2 separate regions of the Sus scrofa genome follow, and region 1 is linked to region 2. Evidence: chromatin contacts called from public Hi-C data. All regions are on one chromosome and are shown on one strand. The core of a region is the stretch at or near the end of the contact, and the rest is flanking DNA. Distances in the headings are between cores, read along the strand shown. Region 1 has its middle 30 kb from the start of SPACA1. Region 2 has its middle 110 kb from the start of AKIRIN2.

What was found. A called contact is a pair of places that touch in the nucleus more often than the background predicts.
Region 1: a contact with region 2 is called in a Hi-C map of liver, with 8 times the contacts expected there. The contact joins two enhancer-like sites. A contact is called at or near these places in 1 of 5 promoter capture datasets (liver) and 2 of 47 Hi-C or Micro-C datasets (embryonic fibroblasts and liver).

What each region holds. Positions count from the first base shown.
Region 1 is chr1:56,346,907-56,349,694 of Sscrofa11.1, reverse strand. No RefSeq gene overlaps it. Among named protein-coding and RNA genes, the nearest start is that of SPACA1, 30 kb to the left of the region's middle. Within about 2 kb of position 1,479, at least 3 of the 83 cell types and tissues checked have an H3K27ac peak or open chromatin away from gene starts, as enhancers often do. A contact at or near this core is called in liver, where this site is marked.
Region 2 is chr1:56,183,144-56,185,986 of Sscrofa11.1, reverse strand. No RefSeq gene overlaps it. Among named protein-coding and RNA genes, the nearest start is that of AKIRIN2, 110 kb to the right of the region's middle. Within about 2 kb of position 1,381, at least 5 of the 83 cell types and tissues checked have an H3K27ac peak or open chromatin away from gene starts, as enhancers often do. A contact at or near this core is called in liver, where this site is marked.

The sequences.
Region 1 (2,788 bases), core at 230-2,729, 160 kb before region 2:
GCCCAGGAATGCATTTGTGTCTCCAAAGTTCAAGCTGAAAATGCCTTGAACTTTGCAAGGAGCCTCTCCTTGGGCTCTTAGAGCAGAGAGGAGAGTAAGTTTACATAAAACCCCTTGATTTTCCTCATCTGCTACCTGTCAGTTTCTCTGGAAACTATTTACCTTTTTTTCCTTGATTGTTTGAGAAATAGAGGAAATATTATGACATTCAATGGTCAGCAGTTAAAAAGTGATTCATGGTTTATCTAAGGAACATAGAAAATCTTTCCGGAAGGCTACATTTGCCTTTGCCAGTAGTACAGACAAACATTTTATTTTACATATAGAAGATCAAGACTCTGAAAGGGAACAAACAACAATTTAAAATTCCAATGCCTGAGGGGGAAAAAATGTATCCGAAGAGCTAATTCCTCAGGCGTTTACTCTCTCCTATTCATAGAGAAAAGAATGCATACGATTGAAAATATATGAGAAAACTGAAAGAAGCAGGAGGTGGAGAGAGACGGAACAGAATAGCTGTTGTCTAGAAAAGAGCAGATGGTTCTCAGTCGGTAAGAATACCAATTGCATTCCAGTAGTGTGTGACTTAGTAGAACTAAAATAAATGACATATTGGTCCAGAGAGAAAACTGCCGTTAAGTATAAGCTGGCCAGAGAAATGAGGAGCTATAGAATGTGTTCAAGGAAACGTGATCTTCATTTGCATTTTCCCCTTGGTTTGACTTGTCCCCCACATCCCTAGCCTCCTGCACACCAAACAGTTAAATGAGCTTCTTTCTAGACCCTCTCAGCAACCCTCCCGAATACTGTCTCATAAGTGCCCAAGAGACACCAATCTATATAAAAGCCCCCCACCCCAATCCCAGAGAGGTTCATTATTTTCTTTTCATTATGGGTTATTTTTTATCCCACCGTCTTGCCTTTCTTGGTCCATAAATTGCCATGACCTTCATTAGAAATGGTCTGGAATGAAACTCATACTTTTTTTCCCCTTTTTGCTTTTTCTTTAAGAAATGAGTAGAGTAAAACTCTTACAAAGAAGGATCAACTAGTCTTTCTGGGGAAATCTATTAGAAAGAAGGCAGTTTGTCTATTTATTCATTGCTCAATTGTTTATCCAGTGCCTAGTCATTTCCACATACCCCGTCAGGTGCTGGGGATTCCAAGGACTGGTGTGATCTGGCTTTCAACCCAGCTGGGAAGACAGGACACACAATACACTATAGTGAGGGGGCCTCACAGAACATCAGTGTAAGACAGCACAAGCATGGAAGTTTGTAAACTTTATAATAACTTAAAATATGCTGTGTTCATGATTTGATGGTGGTGATGTTTCTTGCAAAGACATATTGCAGATCCAAACTGGGCTCTGGCTACAGAGCATTGCCTGCAACCCTCCGCTGTCTATGATTCTGAGGTCACTTCTGGACAGAATGAAAGCCTTTGTCACGGGGGTGACTTTGGTAAGCAGTGCCCCTTGGCAGTGAAGAGAAACTGGCCCTCATCTGAGCAGTTTCCAAGTAAGACAACACTTGACTCTGTTGTCACAGCCTCTTACTGAGTCTCTTTAAATGTAATGAGTTCTTTTTTTTTTTAATTTCCCCAATACATTATTTTTTTTCCTACTGTACAGCAAGGTGACCCAGTTACTCATACATGTATACATTCTTTTTTCTCACATTATCATGCACCATCATAGGTGACTAGACATAGTTCCCAGTGCTACACAGCAGGATCTCATTGCTAATCCATTCCAAAGGCAATCGTCTGCATCTATTAACCCCAAGCTCCCCATCCATCCCACTCTCTCCCCCTCCCCCTTGGCAACCACAAGTCTATTCTCCAAGTCCATGATTTTCTTTTCTGTGGAAAGGTTCATTTGTGCCGTATATTAGAGTTCTTTTTTTATCTTTATTTTTTTTTTCTGGCAGAGTGGAGTGGATACTCTCATGAGAAAAATGCCCACAGTATTGAACACAAAATGTACCCTAACTGGTATCATGTCTGTGTCACAGAAGTTACCACAGGCAAGAACGAGGTATGAGTCCTGAAAATGGCAACTCCTGAACCCAGAGGAGAGATTTGCCTTCTTTCCCTAAATGGTTTCTCCTTCTGTAAGCTCTCAAAGTGGATACAGTCCCTTGCTACTAGCACAGCCCCCAATTCCAGTGTCACCAACAGCTTCGCTGAAGGGAGGGAGCGGCCGTGAAGGTCTGGGAGGGGGAAGCAGGAGGAAGAGGGAGTCTTACTCAACATCTCCTTCCAGAACTTTCCTCCTACTGCAGGCACGGCAAATAGGAGTATCCCCCTCTGCCTATTTGCCACCCGTCATTCTACTTTCCCTGCCCTGCAAAAAGTCCAGAAGGTCATCAAGCATATCATCCATCATGGCATTTTGACAGAATACCCTCCACCCTGCTGAGGGAAGACACAGGGTCACTAAGGGCTTTCAACACAGAGGAGATTATATATGAGCCAAATGACTCCTCCTGGCCATGAGGGAAATTGATATTGAAATGGATTTCCTAGAGTTTGTTGCAGGATCGTCCAGCCTGGACACCTTGAAGAAGAGAATTAATACCCCCATGTCTAAGGCTAGATGGGGGAGGCGAGGACAAAGGTAAACACCCTAGCCCCCAAAGTTTCTTTCCACTTTAATTTTTTTTTTTTTTTTTTTTGTCTTTTGTCTTTTTGTTGTTGTTGTTGTTGCTATTTCTTCGGCCGCTCCCGCGGCACATGGAGGTTCCCAGGCTAGGGGTTGAATCGGAGCTGTAGCCACCAGCCTACG
Region 2 (2,843 bases), core at 132-2,631:
TAGTGAGTCTGTGAAAAGAGTTTTGTTAGGTTACCCATAAACCTGTGGAAATGTCCAGCCCTGTCAGAATTCCAGAGGAGACCGAAAATAGGTCCTATCACTTACCCACATTTTACAGGTGAGGACATTGAGGCACAGAGAAGCTGAATAAACTACTCGAGGTCACACAGACATTCCATAAGGGCAGTCTGGCTCCAGGGTCAGTGTTCCCAGCCACTACATCGCAGTGGCTCAGGGGCTTGGGAGGGTGCCTCCACACTGTGCCAAGTTTCGTGTGGTTCTAGAAGGACCACTGCCACCTGGGGATACTAACAATTTTGGCTGCAGCTTTCTGACAGAAATTGTAAGAACAAGCTTAAGCATTCTTCAAGTCCCAGTTAAATCATCACCTCTCCCAGGTAAGCATCAGCTCCCAAACAGGAGTGTCCCTTCCTCCGTGAAGACTCCAGGAATCCCCCAGTCAGGACCGAATCTCAGCCCCCTTTCCTGGTCCCACAGCTGTTCAACTCTAGAGAACATAGCACGGCCTCATCCTCCTTAGAGTGAGCAATCCTGTCCACTCCTCACACTAGGATGCAAGCGCTGCAAAGGCAGGACTGGTCTGCTGGTCCTTAATGTCTGAGAGCACTCACCACAGTGCCCTGAAGGGAAGTGGTCCCTGCTCCTGCTCCTGTTCCCAGAGCTGCGCGGGGACAGCACTGAGAGCGTGGTAGGTGTGTAACGATGGCTGATGGAAACCTGAGCTGGGGATGGAGGTCTCTCCACAGAAGACCCTGTAGTATCATGTGTTAGGCCAAAGCCTGCAAAATTGCCATTTTATAGGCCAAATTGTTCAAATATTGACACTTCCACTTGAGTCAATTCGACAGAAAATATACATTGCCTAAGAGGAATAGCCTATAAACCCCCGAAAGTGTTTCCTTGGAAGGTTTTGAAATCTCCCTTCTTCGATAGCTGGTATAATCTAACTATCGTTATTTTGTAAAAATACCCCAAAAGTCCAAATTCTAGGTGGTAAATCCTCAAATATCCCAAAGCCCAGATGAGAATGATGAAATTTGATTCCAATGACTATTCAGCGGTGAGTTCCTAGGGTCCTGTTAACAGAACACAGAAGAGAAAGCAGCTTTACTCACTTTTTCTGTCAATCTTGGTCAAAACGCTGCCTGGGAAATAACTTCTGGGGCCTGGTAAGTTGGGGGAGAGTCCCCAGTGTTCCTACGTTCCCTCATCTGTTCTCTGGCACCCTTTAGCAGATTGATCTGCCTGTGTATTGATCTTTGGGGCTCATACTGACCTTTGGAAGGAATGTCAATAGTGGGAGTTTGTGCAAAGATGAGAAAGTTCCTCCACTGGCAGCTTTCTTTGCCTGACTCAGGCCTCTGGAGTGAAAGGCTGTAATGTAACTGACAATGTAATTTATCCACATTTCTACTTGGAAACAGTATCATTTCTTTGAGCTCCAGTATCATTTCTATTACCCTCGCCTGGAATAAAAGACCCAGGATGCCTGTCAGACCAAACAATGCCTATCGTATTTTATTACAGGGGATGAAACCTAAGACTTTAAGCTCCATTAGCAGAAGGGTTCATTTTCACTCCAGGAAGGTAGTTCAACATTACAACATCTTATCTTGTTCTTTCTTATGTTTTTAATATAAAGGCCTTAAAATTCCCCACTTCCATCCCCCACGCCCACTGCCCCAGGCATTCGGAAGCTATATTATCAGATTTTACAGTCTGAGATAATAGGCTATTCTAAGAGTGCCGGTATATACACGTGGTATGTATTTTTTTTTTTTAATAATACTGCAGACTGATAAAAAGAAGAAGTTTGCTCTCTAGTGGCTGACTTATAAAAGGCTCTGAAAACCACACAATAAGATAGCTTAGAAAAAGAAGAAATTTAACAGCGATATTTGTGTAATAAGGTCTGGATACTTATTTTGCTTTTATTGATATTTTTAATATTCTTTACAGTGAAAAACTATATCAGAGCAAATGTTCTGCGGATATTTTTTCCTATTAAAATTTTTCCTATCATTAAGCTAATTTTAATTCTAAATTCTTAGAGTAGCAATTAGGTTTCTGGTGTTTTATTAGCCTATTATACCTTTAGAAAGCTCTGTGGATTGGTTTAATACCATATAATTAATGTCTATTATAGACACATTGCCCAATAATATAATATTATTAGCGCTTTTGAAACCATTTTTAGCTTTTTGCAGAAAGATTATATAAATTCAGGGACAAATAGTATAATTACTAGTATGATACTAATTAATATCATTTTATTACTCCTTTTTCTGCAGCAACTCAATTTATAAAATTCTACTACAATACGAATTATAAAAGAAAGAATTTATTCATTGTGCCCATTTTTAACCCCTGTGCCATGTTTTACTTTCTCATTATATTCTTCATCTCCATCTCTCCAAATTCCCACTATTTTTCTCAACTCTCTCCAGTATCCTTGATCAGATAATAGGAGCAAACAACACCACTGGTCCCTGAAGTTCCCACCCTCCATGCTTCCAAAAAGAGGGAGTTACTTAGGAAGTTTTCTACCTGCACAGAAATAAATACTTTAAAGGATTTTCAGATCTATAAATATTCTTGTTCATGTTGTTTATGAGAAAGGAACAAGACAGCAGCGAGGCTGAACCTTTTCTACAGGTCTGGGCTACGGTGGAAATAAAAGTACTAGACAATGCAAAGAAGAAAAGTATTTTCTGGGTAGAATAGGCATAGGGGACCTCCAGGGGGGTGGTTAAGAAGGGATATGATGCAATTCGACTTACAGTTTTGAAAATTATTCTGGCTGCTATGTGAACAAAGTCCCA